Regions from separate parts of the Sus scrofa genome. Here all the other regions are linked to region 4. Evidence: chromatin contacts called from public HiChIP or PLAC-seq and promoter capture Hi-C data. All regions are on one chromosome and are shown on one strand. The core of a region is the stretch at or near the end of the contact, and the rest is flanking DNA. Distances in the headings are between cores, read along the strand shown. Region 1 holds the start of SPATA24 (spermatogenesis associated 24). Region 2 holds the start of SIL1 (nucleotide exchange factor SIL1). Region 3 holds the start of PAIP2 (polyadenylate-binding protein-interacting protein 2). Region 4 holds the start of ETF1 (eukaryotic peptide chain release factor subunit 1).

Region 1 (3,153 bases), core at 92-2,591, 790 kb before region 4:
TGCATTTTCTCATCTGTAAAATGGAGACATTAGAAACTACTTTACAAGGTTATTATGAAAATCACATGAAATACTAGTAATAAGGCATAATGGGAGTTCCCCTCGTGGCTCAGTGGTAACAAACCAGACTAGTATCCATGAGGACATGGGTTTGATCCCTGGCCTCACTCCGTGGGTTAAGGATCCGGCGTTGCCATGAGCTGTGGTGTAGGTCACAGACGTGGTTCAGATCTGTTGCTGTAGCTGTGGTGTAGGCTGGCAGTGGTAGCTCCAATTCGACCCCTATCCTGGGAACCTCCATATGCCACAGGTGTGGCCCTAAAAAGCCGAAAAGAAAAGAAAAAGAAAAAGGGCATAATGATGTCACGAAGAGTCAATACTTAATAAATATTAGCTCTGGTTTACCCCAAGCATAATCTTATTTGTCTTTCAAAAAAAGCCCTCAGTAGGCATTGGCGGAGATGTGTGATCATCTTATCCTTCCCTGCTTCCATTTGACAAGTCTCCTGCTCGCCCACTTCAGTTCTCATCTCTTCAGGCTCTCCAGGGCCCTCCCCAGTGCCTTGACATGGCCACACATGGCCCCAGTGTGGCTGCCCGGAGCCTAGTACTGGAGTATGAGGAATCTTTTTTTTTCTTTTTAAAATGTATTTATGTATATATGTATGTATGTATATATGTATTATTTTCGGCCTTGCCAGCAGCACGCAGAAGTCCCCAGGGCCAGGGATGGAACCCATGCCACAACAGTGACAACAGTGGGTTCTTAACCTGCAGAGCCACCAGGGAACTCCAAGGAGCCTTATTCTAGGTAAAGCCACTCTCCTTTTCCATTCTTGAGCTCCACTTCTTTGCCTGGACTCAGGTCCACTAAGTGCTAAGTGTATTCCCAGGAGGAAGAGGGATCACAGGAAGCCGGAGGCTCCTACAATAAGGGGAATTAGCGATTAGAGTGGGATGATGAGACGTATGAAGCTAAAGATGCAGCGGTTGCCTTAGCTGACTCTTGCTTCGCGGACTTGCAGTTTAATGGGCCCAGGGGAAAGGCCAAGGGGCTGGTATCTGCTCCTCAGCCCTTACAGTAAGTATAGGTCGGGCCTGCCTGCTCCTCAGGCCTGTGTGAGAAACACCGTATAATACATGTTCAAATCCTCTATAAACTTCGATTACGAATGGTGTTAGTTCTCTGCCCCATGTGCCGCCTCTTAGTGAACGGCTCCTTTAAGAGGCGAGCCCTACCGCTGCTAACAAAGGAAGTCCCCGCCCCCGGTTGCCAAGGTGCTCTGTGGCGTCGCATTCTCATTGGTGGGCGACGGACGTGAGGCTGCCCGCGGCAGCCATTTCCAACGAGCTGGCGGGGGCTAAAGATGGCGACGCCCCTCGGGTGGTCGCAGGGGGGGTCAGGATCGGTGTGTCTCGCCTTCGATCAACTGCGGGACGTGATTGAGTCTCAGGAGGAACTGATCCACCAGCTGAGAAACGTGGTACGCAGCCAGGAGAGCTGGGGGAGAGGCCAGACTGGACGCCTAAATGGTGGGGACGGGGCCAGACCCTGTTCTGACGCCAGGGGCGTGCCTAGAGCACCTGCTAGTGGCGTCATCAGAAGGAGGCGGGGCCCAGTTGTGTTCTGGCTGGTAGGGGTGGAGCCAGAAAGGGGTAGTGTCTCATGAATATTTACCAGGGAATTTTAGACCTAACCAAGTTCTAGGGAGTTCCCCTCATGACCCGGTGGTTAACAACCTGACTAGTATCCATGAGGACGCGGTTAGATCCCTGGCCTCGCTCAGTGGGTTTCGGATCTGGCTTGCCGTGAGCTGTTGTGTAGATCGCAGAGGGCTGGCTGGATCCCGTGTTGCTGTGGTTGTGTTGTAGGCTGACAGCTGCAGCTCTCATTCGACCCCTTGGCTGGGAACTTCCGTATGCTCATAAAAAGCCCCCCCCCAAAAAAAGTTCTCTATTCTCATTGCCTGGTTGTACAGGGCCTGGTAGATATGCCTGTCTATTCGCTGAGCTTCGGTTTCTCCATTTCTTTATTTTTTTTAATTTTAAAATTTTTTCTTAGGGCCACACCTGCAGCATATGAAGGTTCCCAGGCTAGGGGTCGAATCGGAGCTACAGCTGCCGGCCTACACCACAGCCACAGCAACCCCAGATCTGAGCTGTGTCTGCAACCTACACCACAGCTCACAGCAGCGCCAGATCCTTAACCCACTGATCAAGGCCAGGGATCAAAACCGTGTCCTCATGGATCCTAGTTGGGTTCCTTAACCACTGAGTCACGAGGGGAGCTCCCAGTTTCCCCATTTCTAATTGGAGGGGACTTCAATGACGTCTCAAGGCCCTTATGTGCAAAGAACCTATACATCCTTCCTATTAGGGAATCCCCTCCCCGTGCTGAGTGCAGTAAGCACAGAACTGGCTCTTCACATGTTGACTTACAGGCTTCCAACCCCATTATGTACCTTTGCTTTTGCCTTATCAATCAAACCCCAGTTCTTGGGTGCAAAGCTTTGGAGCCACAGATTACCTGGACAGGCATGGTAAAGTCCTGGCCAGCTAAAGTCCATGGTTTTTCTATTTTTGTTTTTTCTCGTGATAAGAAGGCAGAGTCAGAATAAAACTGACTTCACACCTGTTTCTTGCTCTGACAGTTGTATGCAGTTCTGGGCACTGAATTAGCTGGGTACTTGGGTACCCAGGTCTTTTGGTTGGCAGCTGGCCTTTGCATATGTGTCCTCACTCTCTGGAACACTTTTCTCTTCCCTTCTTTTCTTCTGGCCCACCCATATTTAGCAGTCAGATACCAGGTGGACATCTCTTTCCCTCGAAACAGTTCTGACCCTTCCCCAGGCCGGGTCTGGGCCCTCCTGTGGCTACCACGGCCCTCTGTACTTCATCATGGCCCACACCACACTGGAAGGGCTGGCCATGGGCTGCCTTCTCCATGAGACCGGTTGCTCCTCAACCCAGAGCTGAGCATCCATGAATCTTGTGGAATGGAACTCTCCCTTCCGTGGGCCCCAGTGTCATCCTAGGTGTCCTGGGCTTCATTCCATTCTTTCTCCTTGGTCCTGGTCCCTAGAGAACACCCCTGTCACCCCAGCCCCAGGCCTTCCCTGAGCCAGGCTCTGTTGCAGATGGTTCTCCAGGACG
Region 2 (3,254 bases), core at 3-2,502, 610 kb before region 4:
GCAGAAGAATGTCTCTTGTAGGTCTTTTTAATAAACTGGCACTACCTACTGAACTGTTACCCAGGGGCTTGTTCTCCCTTCCCAGGCTACTAACCAAACTTCGTTCATGGTTGCAAAGCCAAGCTCCCACCTGCTTGAAGTAAACGCAATAAAAAAGGTAGATTAACTGCTGGAAGCTCACATAATACGTGGAAAGGGAAAGGAATACCAAACATAGGTTTTTTGTTTGCTCTTGTTTAAATTATCCTTTTTTCCACTTTTTTCTTTTCCTTTTTATGGCCTCACCTGCAGCATATGGAAGTTCCCAGGCTAGGGGTCAAACCCGAGCTGCAGCTGAGGCCTATGCCACAGTCATGGCAACATCAATCCCAGCGGTAGCTGAGGTCTATACTGCAGCTTGCAGCAATGCCAGATCCTTAACCACTGAGTAAGGCCAGGGATTGAACCTGCATCATCACAGACATGTCACTGTTGGGGTCCTTAATCCTCTGAGCCACAATGGGAACTCCCCCTTTTCTCCACTTCTGAAGGACCTGCAATCACTGGGTCTGGACTCTGACTGAGCACCCCATTTTTCCTGCCAGGTTAAGCGCCTAGGCAAGGGGAAGGTCTAACAGGATCAGAGAACAGGACTTTTGCAGGCACCCAAATCTGGCATAAATTCCCAGTTCTACCGCTTTTGGACTGTACAAACTTCACTTAAGTCCTTCAACTTATTGAATCTCAGCTTCCCCATCTATAAAAAGGGGATAACAGTTCTGATCTTAAAGCGTCATGAGAAGGAAATATAATGTATTTGCAACACCTGGCATGTATAAATAAGCTACTCAGTGCTTTGAGCTGAATTAGAGCTGCAGGTGACTTTTATTTTTAAAATAATTGGTCCTTGTCAATTCGCACAATACATAAGTATATAAAGTAGGTGACTTGCAGGTGGCCTATTCTGCATGAATTTTCTAAGGACTATTTATTGCTTGAGACTCAGCTTTATCCCAACTGAGTCATACCAGTTTGATCTATTTTTATTTCCTACCACCTCTGGTTTCTTTCTGATGATCTTTCCGCTAGAAAAAAGTTAAGCTGTTGGGAAATCAGAGATGAAACTTCAAAGTTCCACTCTGTTCTACCTTGGAAGCAAATCCAGGCCTGCGGGTACCTGTTTTAGATGTCTCTCACACCGGCGGAAGGATACTGGGCCGAATAAGTTTCAGGAGGTTTGCTCATGTAGACGCTAGGGGGCGGGACTTAACAAGCCGGAGAGGAGCCGGGCTCAGCACCTCGAGTGCCGGAAGAGGAGTGGGGCTGCCGCGGTTCTGGAAGAAGACAATTGGGCGAGGAAGCCAGTGACGTAATAGCCGGGCGCGCGCAAGTTCTGACCGTGGCCGCCGCGTCTGCGCACGGGGAGCTGGTTGCCGCTGCGGCCGCCTGGAATTGTGGGGTTTGTGTCTGCCCCTCGGCTGCCGGGCGGGGAGCCGCAGGTAGGGGCGGTGAGGGCCGCCCGGCCCTGGGCCGCGGCTGGGTGCCCAGCGCGCTGCCAGTGCTGTTCCGGGGCTCCCACCCCTCACACGTGGTGTCTCCCGAGCGGGAAGTACAAGTGGGCTCCGGCCTCCTCAGTAGTGGTGGCAGACCTGGCTTCTCAGCCCGAGGGCCGCTTTCCCTACCTCTCCCACTCAGAACGCCTGCAGTGATCCTGCTTCAAGGCCAGGAGAGGAAGCCGCGGGGGTCCGAACCTGACTGTGGGGTCCTCATCTCTTTTAGTTCCTTTCTTTGGGCCTCAGTTTCTGCATCTGTCCACCAGCTCCAGTGTTGCCATTCTGGTGTCTCTTTACCATATGGAATTGCGTCCTACCTCGCGTCGTATTTCCACTCTTGTCTTGAGTTTTCCTTTGCCTTGGTAGACGAAATACTTCCCTTTACCGTAGGGGTTACAGACTTTGGTGTGTTTCAAATCACCTAGGCGGTTGGGCCTATTCCTGGGTTTTACGCACAGGAGTTTTGTATAAACCGGGGTTGGCGCCTACACTCCGCCCCAGGGGGTTCCGATTCAGGTCCTCTTTCCTCGCCTTGAAATTATCTGCTTCAAAAGGCAAGCGAAAATCAGTTGAAATTTGTGCCCCAATTTAGGGGCTGTAGGTGGAAAAGACAAGGAGTCAGGAAATGCCCAACATGTGTGAGGTCATTGGGGCTTCCTTTGCACAATGGGAGCTAGAGGACTTTTGGCTGCCTTAAAAAATAATAAGTGTGACTCATGTAAGATTAGTTTTCTAATAAATATTTTAAAATACGTGGCCTCGATTTAAGTCCCTCTGGCTTTCTGGCCTAAAATAACTTCTCTGGAGGATTGAGGAGGTTGGATTAAACCTAGACTAGGTAGGCTTTAAAAGAAGGCGTCTTCCATGTTTTTTAGGAGAAGAAACTGATGTTTATAAAGACAGTGTTCGTTTTGACAATATGAAAGATGTGTTTTGTAGCTCGTGTCTTCTTAGCTGTCCCCACGCAAGTCTTTTCTGAGATTTTTTCAAATAGCCAGATTTGGAGATTGGATAGGATTTTGATGGGAGCCAGGGTGTGAGGACATCAAAATGGATGTTTGTGTAGCATGGATCAGGCCTTGGTCTGTGGTTTCAGCTGAGAACATGGCTCTTGGTTTTAAAAGTGTTGCCACATCAGATTTATTTTAACTTTTCCTTTGGGTGTTTAGAAGATTAATCTGCTAATTAATACATGTGTTGTTCTGATGAAATTGGCAACAGAAAAGAGCTATTGTGCCCATTTTACAGATACTGGGAATGGGGAATATGTTCGTAGTGATGTGGTCCCAGGAATGAGGTTGCCTTGTCCTCTGATTATTGCCTCCTTCCCCCTCCCAGCCGTCCTTGAACTCCAGCTATTACTTGCTTAAATGCAGAGGCCAATTTTGAGCCCCTGTGTTTTGCATTGGCAGGAGAAAAGGTTAATTAAGTGAAACTGAAAAGTAACCAAAAGGGTTCAAAATAAAACATGCCAGAACTTAATTCTCAGTGAGTGTTGGTCTCCTTTGGAATGGTGTGTGTAAGAGTAAATGGTGGGGGTTGAGGGGTGGAGAGTGGCATCACTTAAGTGATAGGGCCTTTGTCCTAAGCAGGCTTTTCGTTTTTTGGGTTTTTTTTTGTTACTGTTTTTGTCTTTTTAGGGCCGCACCTGCGTCAGGTGGAAGTTCCCAGGCTAGGGGCTGAGTCCGAACTGTGGCTGCCTGCCTATGCCACGGCCACAGC
Region 3 (2,995 bases), core at 325-2,824, 730 kb before region 4:
GTCTCTACTGCCTACTCCCATGCCTTAAAGAAACAGTTTAAGTAGGCTATATTTTTGGGGAAATTACCTTTTGTCAGACACTTGTGAAAAAAAAATTTAAGTTCTGCCCAAGTTCACACTTAAAAAGTAGCATGAATAGGCTAATTTACCCCAAATAGCCTCTTACAAACTGGAAACAAAAGCACAAAACAGCAAACACTGGAAACCTCATTTAAAATCCTTACAGAGACCCTTATTTGCAAACATAACCTACAGCCTGTAAAATTTCAAAAGGCATTTAACGAAAATGCAAAACAACATCTGGTAAACTGCTCAAATGCAATTTGTGAAAAATCATGCCACCAGGTTAATAAGGTGAGATTAGCCAGCATATATGCAAGATGGGAATTTATCTTCTGTTGAAATAAATGTCAAAAGCTGTCAGCTTCTCCCACGGCATACTGGAAGCCAAATTCTTTCTAGAGTTTGCAGTTTCTGTGAGGTGTTGGAGTTGCAAAACCAGGGAAAACAAGACAACAAAAGGAAGCAGAAAAGGCCCTTTTTTTGGCAGTTACTAGAAAATACTACTGCCGGCTGCTTCAACAAATGTTTAAAAAAAAAAAAAAAGCTTCGCCACAAGCCGTATATTTTTTTGATAGTGGGAAAAAGCACTGGAGAAAATTAAGGAATCAAATCAAAGAATGTGAACTGGATGGGCGCTCAAAGTTCATCTGGCTCAAAACAGTTCTGGAGTAGGAGTTCCCAGGACGCCAAAGGCCTTCCCATCCCAAGCACAGAATACAAGGTAACTAAAAATAAGGGGAAGAGGAAGGCGAAGAAACCGGAGAAAAGCGATCATCGGAAAGGTACAAGCCCGTGGACGGTTACAGAATGCTCCCCTAGGACGCTCGCCAGCCCGCCACTCCCTCCGCCCCTTTCTCTTCCCCCACCCAAGCTTCGGGAGGAGCGCGCAGGCGCAGCTAGTACGGGCTGCGCGTGGCGACGCGCAGGCGTAAAGTGGGGAGAAACAATGAGCTTTGTTGCCGAGGCGGCCGTGGGGGGCAGGGGGGAAAGGAGACGGGGGGCGGGGTGGTGGTGGTGAAGGAACTGGGGCGGGGGGGGAAACGACGCGAGAAAGTGCTATCCCAGCAACCCTCGCGCGCCACCGAGGACCCGGATAGAGAGCTGCGAGATCCAAATCATAAATAATAATGACAATGAAAAAGAAAGCGACGGCCATTTCTCAGAGAAGAAAGAGACCAAGTCGGTCCAAGACCATCCCTCAGACTCGGCTGGAAGAGGCAAGGAACAACGGAGGCCATACAGGCTTGGGGGCCAACAACCCGAGGTACCCTGTAGGCCCCTCAGCCGTCGCCGAGGAGCCATCCCTCGACGGCTGGGGCCGCCGCGCCCTTCTTGCCGCTCTGCCCGAGGGAACCCCTCACCCAGTGCACGGCAGCGGGGACGGCAGCCAACGAATCCGGTCGGCCTCCGCGGATCTCCACAGGCAGCGCCGCTCCCCCGCTCGACGCGCGCTTCGCCCGCCGCCTCCCTTCTCCAGTCCAAACAAACACCCCAGCCCGGAAGTGACTTCACTTCCGCCGCCGCAGGCCCCGCCTCTCGTTCTGTCCGCACTGCTCCCCGAGGCCACCAGGGAGCGCGCAAGAGAACCGGCGACCCCAAAGTTCTGGTCTCCCAGGCTGCACACGTGTGCATGCGCAACGGCCTTTCCTGCGTACCCTGGCGGCCGCGGGGAACACTGGAAACCCTGTCTGTCCTCTCAGGAAAACCGGAGTGGGGCTGGGCCAGTGTCCCCACACCCGCCCATCCTTCAAGAATAAAAGGAAACCGCGAGTAGGGGAGCCGAGTACTGAGTGCTGAAAGAGACAAGATATACAGACGACTACTACAGATGGCAATGGTTACTTCAACCACACTGACACTAGATGGGAACATCTAGACGAGGACAGCGCATTCACACATCCAGACACACACACACCAAACGTGATACACAGCGTCACACTACGAGTGATATATACCAAGTCGCATCCAGAGATCTTGACACCGAAACAATAAATGCAGAAATAATAGGGCAAATTCAGAGACATACTAAAATTCACAAGCACCTGCACTCACACACCTCAGGAACACACTTTTTGAAGGTAGATCTTAACACACAGGCGCAAATTATGAACATACGATTCCCAGGCTAAGGGAAGAAAAACCCTGTCCACTGGCGAAATAAAAGAGTGAAATCTCAGGGTCCAAGAATTTCCTCGTCCATCATCTTTGTTGCACTGCACCCCATACATTTCTCTAATCCACGCTTCCTACTTGCAAATCCCGATGTGCGTATTTTTTTTTCTTTCTTTTTTTTTTTTTTTTGGTCTTTTTGCCTTTTCTATGGCCGCTCCCGCGGCATATGGACATTCCCAGGCTAAGGGTCTAATCAGAGCTGTAGCCGCCAGCCTACGCCAGAGCCACAGCAACATGGGATCTGAGCCGCGTCTGCGACCTACACGACAGCTTAAGGCAATGCTGGATCCTTTAACCCACTGAGCAAGGCCAGGGACCAAACCCACAACCTCATGGTTCCTAATCGGATTGTTAACCACTGCGCCAGGACAGGAACTCCTCCCGATGTATATTTTTAGTGATGCTAATCAAGGTACAACATATACTATGTGTAAAAAAATTTCCTAATATGTATACAATATATTTGAAATGGGACACACAAAAAAATAGTAATTTCTTCCCCTGGGGAAATAAAACGAGGGACTGAGGTTTACCTTTTTAACTCTTACAAAACTTTAGTCTTTAAGAAACCACACATTTAATATTTGCTAAAACTAAAGGGGAAAAAAAGTTCCCTCCATAGAAGTCTTGAATCCAAGAGGGGTCCTCTTTAGCGCCATTTCATCCATTAAGAATTTGCTTTGGGGAGTTCCTGCTGTGGCGCAGTGAGTAAAGAACCTGACTGCAGTAGCTCCAGCAGCTGTGGAGGCGCGCGTTCTAT
Region 4 (3,358 bases), core at 36-2,535:
CTACCCATCACCCTACCTATCACCCTAGTCTAAGCTACCGCTCTCAAAAATCACTGACCTCGCTCCAGCACACTAGCTCTTGTAGTTCCTCCCTTCTTCTTATTTTTTTTTTTTTTTTTGTTTTTTTTTTTTTTTTTTTTGCTTTTTAGGGCCGCACCCGCGGCATACGGAGGTTCCCAGGCTAGGGGTTCAATTGGAGCTGCAGCTGCTGGCCTACACCACAGCTCACGGCAATGCCGGATTCTTAACCCACTGAGCGAGGCCAGGGATTGAACCCGAGTCCTCATAGGTACTAGCCTGGTGCGTAACCCGCTGAGTCACCATAGGAACGCCATTATTTTATTACACAAAAGTATAAAATCACAAATGGCTACAAACCCAACCAAACTGAAAATTCCACGAAGACAGGCACTGTTACCTGTTTGGTTCTGCTCAATCTTCTCAAGAAAACCCGGCCTGGAACAGTTCGGACCCAAATATTTGAATGACTGCAGCTGAGGTGAAGAGACATAAAGTAGCCAACTACAACTCCTAACTCCAAAAGAGAGCTGCCCATTTTGCTTCAATACTCTCCCCCCTTCCACTCTCAGGAGCTCAGACGAAACCATACGTGGCATCAGATACTTCAGGTCTCCAAACTCAGTCAGTCTCTGCTTTCTTCCCCCTCGTAAAGTTCCAGGTCCAAAGTGAACCTCTCTTAGCACTAAGGCGCGAAGGCGGGACGTGAGTGGCTCTTTTGTCCCCGAGGGTGTCGGGGTGCCAGACTACCCGGGAGAAGTTTCCCAATCCGGATACCCTGGCGGAGAGCTTGAACACTAGTCCGTGCAGCTGTGATGCACGCAGGCCCGAGCGCTCCGTCTGCTAAGAAGCAGCAAAGCGCGAGGCGCCTCTTTGAGGCTTCTCAGAAGCAGTTCAAACCACGCGTCCCGGCTCGAGTGGAGGCGCGTCGTGGAACCTCAGAGGTCCATTCCATTCAAGAAAGTGGGACGGAAAAGATAACCCAAGCGCCTCTCCCTTTAAGAAACACCCTCCGTTCGAGCCTAGCTGGGCTGACTAAATGCTCGCGAGAGCCACCTGCTTCCGCCCGCTTCCTGCTCTCGGCGAGCCGGACCGGAAGGAAGGCGGTGCTTCCCCGCCCCCGGCTTCTACCTCACAAGGCAGCGCGGCCCCAGCTGCGGCCAATCGGCGGGCTCATTGTAGGCCACCTCTCGGAGAACCAATGGAAAGTCGCGGCGCGCGCAGAGCTTCTCCTCTTCCTCACCGGCCCCCTCCCTTCCGCCCGCCGACTTCCACTCAGCCTCTGGCGGAGGAAGTGATGTCACAGGCCCCATGTGAGCGGATTGCAACACATGCAGCTGCCTGGAGAGAGGGAGCCGGTGTCCTACGTCAGAGCCGCCGCCGCGGAGCCGCCGCCGGGGAGGAGCAGCAGCTGCCGCCCAGGACTGGGCCCTTAGGTAAGCCAGGGGGAGGGAAAGGCCAGCGACGACCGCGCCGGGCCGCGCGAGGCGGGAAGAGGAGGGACTCTCGGGGTGGCAAGGAAGGGGGCCGCTCTGCCCCAGCGGCGGCGCTAACTCTGTGGTCTTGGTGTCTCCGGGCCCCGCCGGGCCGCTCTAGGGAGGAGGAGGCGAGAAGATGGCGGACGACCCCAGTGCTGCCGACAGGAACGTGGAGATCTGGAAGATCAAAAAGCTCATTAAGAGCTTGGAGGCGGCCCGCGGGTGAGCGCCGCGTCAGAGCCCCCCCGTACCCTCTTGGTTCCTGGACCCCTCAGGATGGCCGCCCCCGCGCCGCATGGCCGGATGAGGAGAACCAGGCACTAGCCAACTCCCGCCTTCTGGACCTCCGGGTAGTAACCACCGTCCCAGGGGCGAGGGTCTACGCGGTTGGCCCGAGAAGGGGTACTTCCCCCTGTTAGGGCTTAAGGGGCCCGGCTCCCGGGGCTTAGACCACTCAACCCCCTCGTGATAGGCCCCTGCTACTTTTGTACCCCTCCCAGTCACTTGAATCCAGGTCCTCCCTCCTTGAGTTCCAGGTGCTGCCACCCGACACGGGTGCTCTTGGAGGGAAGGGCCTGGCCTTCCTTCTGAACTTCCTTCCCTGATTTTCTCTCTTCACATTCTTTAGCCAAGTCTCATAAAAATGGCCTCCCCCTCCTGGGCTTCTCAGAACCGGGTGGGTGAAGTTTGGGTGGGGTGGGAAGGAGGGGTGGTCAGGGACACCTTTATCTGACTTTCTCTGATTTCTCTGGGTCTCACTACTCTCTCAAGATGACTTCCTCCAAGTCCTCTAATTACCCCAGAGCTTCTTGCGTTTAGCTGTTACAGGACCCACCTATAAACTGAAAATGCCCATGTGTGCGGGGTGGGGTGTTAGGGAATGTTTGGTTTAGATTTGTTCTCTTATTACTTGGTTGACAGGTGTGTGTCTGTATATTCAGAAGAAATCCGAATTATGGGGCCGTCGATGAACTGTAACGACAGGGTCCCTTTTGGCCTCTCTCTGGAACTCTTGGGGGTCGAGGTGCCTGATGGATTAATGCATGTTGAAATTCAGAGCTAAATTAAGTTGTCTTTGAGTTCTCTTGTAAATTTCTATGAGAAACTGTTTAGTGTGTCCATTGTGGAAAGAGTGGACTAAATTAAAACAGACTTTATGTGCTTTTAAAATTTAAAAAATTACTCTCTAGGAGAAGGTGTGTAAGAGGTATTCCTGGTTTTTTCGTCTAATTATTTCATTTTGTTCCTTTCCCAGTCTTAGAAACTTCTTACTTACAGGAAGTGGCAGGAAAAAAAAAAGTTTTTGGAACATTGCATATTTGTATGTCTGAGCATTCTTAGAATAGCAGAGTGGCTTGTCCCAGGCCATTTTGAAAGTTGTTTTCAGTACAGGAATTGGACATTCTGGTTTCCACCCCAGATTTGTCCTTGATTGGTAGATTTGCAATAAGATTAATCAACTGCATAGTTGTTAGTACTTTATGATGTAAGCTATGCTTAATTCCATCAAGGCCTAGGGCTAAAAGACTGTTTTGCTATTGTGTTTTATTCTTGATAATTAGTGACAGTTCTCCTTGGGATGAAACTTCTGAAAGTTTAGTCCTCTTCAGTTATTGGGGCTTTTATTCACTATGTCTCATATGAATTGCAGGTAGCAGCTTACTTTTCATTTCATAGGTTTTACTTTAAATGTAGTAGAATATTCAGACCTAGTTAATAATCTCTCTGTACTTGAACACAGTTGATTCTGATGATTCTGTGCCACATGGTAGAATGAATAATTCCCCAAGTGTGAGAATCCTGTACAGGAGGGGTAATGTAGGTCATGACCCATTATGTTTGCACTACCAGGAAACAGCCAG

Evidence for each region. Promoter capture Hi-C pulls out the DNA fragments that hold promoters and counts their contacts. HiChIP or PLAC-seq counts read pairs in DNA pulled down with a chosen protein or histone mark.
Region 1: a contact with region 4 is called in an H3K27ac HiChIP or PLAC-seq map of alveolar macrophages. The contact joins the promoter of SPATA24 here to the promoter of ETF1 in region 4. A contact is called at or near these places in 1 of 5 promoter capture datasets (liver) and 1 of 2 datasets of contacts at active chromatin or transcription factors (alveolar macrophages).
Region 2: a contact with region 4 is called in a promoter capture Hi-C map of liver, with 5 times the contacts expected there. The contact joins the promoter of SIL1 here to the promoter of ETF1 in region 4. A contact is called at or near these places in 1 of 5 promoter capture datasets (liver) and 1 of 2 datasets of contacts at active chromatin or transcription factors (alveolar macrophages).
Region 3: a contact with region 4 is called in an H3K27ac HiChIP or PLAC-seq map of skeletal muscle, with 5 times the contacts expected there. The contact joins the promoter of PAIP2 here to the promoter of ETF1 in region 4. A contact is called at or near these places in 1 of 5 promoter capture datasets (fetal liver), 2 of 47 Hi-C or Micro-C datasets (embryonic fibroblasts and epiblast stem cells) and 1 of 2 datasets of contacts at active chromatin or transcription factors (skeletal muscle).

What each region holds. Positions count from the first base shown.
Region 1 is chr2:141,291,382-141,294,534 of Sscrofa11.1, reverse strand. It overlaps SPATA24 (spermatogenesis associated 24), which reads left to right and starts at 1,341. Exons shown (of 6, transcript NM_001177922.1): 1 at 1,341-1,484; 2 at 3,138-3,153. The coding sequence starts at 1,368.
Region 2 is chr2:141,116,199-141,119,452 of Sscrofa11.1, reverse strand. It overlaps SIL1 (nucleotide exchange factor SIL1), which reads left to right and starts at 1,252. Exons shown (of 10, transcript XM_021084842.1): 1 at 1,252-1,478.
Region 3 is chr2:141,235,996-141,238,990 of Sscrofa11.1, reverse strand. It overlaps PAIP2 (polyadenylate-binding protein-interacting protein 2), which reads right to left and starts at 1,574. Exons shown (of 4, transcript XM_003123980.4): 1 at 1,425-1,574.
Region 4 is chr2:140,502,308-140,505,665 of Sscrofa11.1, reverse strand. ETF1 (eukaryotic peptide chain release factor subunit 1) reads left to right here and starts at 1,285. Exons shown (of 11, transcript XM_003123975.6): 1 at 1,285-1,454; 2 at 1,615-1,718. The coding sequence starts at 1,633. It overlaps LOC110259500 (a long non-coding RNA gene), which reads right to left and starts at 1,201. Exons shown (of 2, transcript XR_002341933.1): 1 at 419-1,201.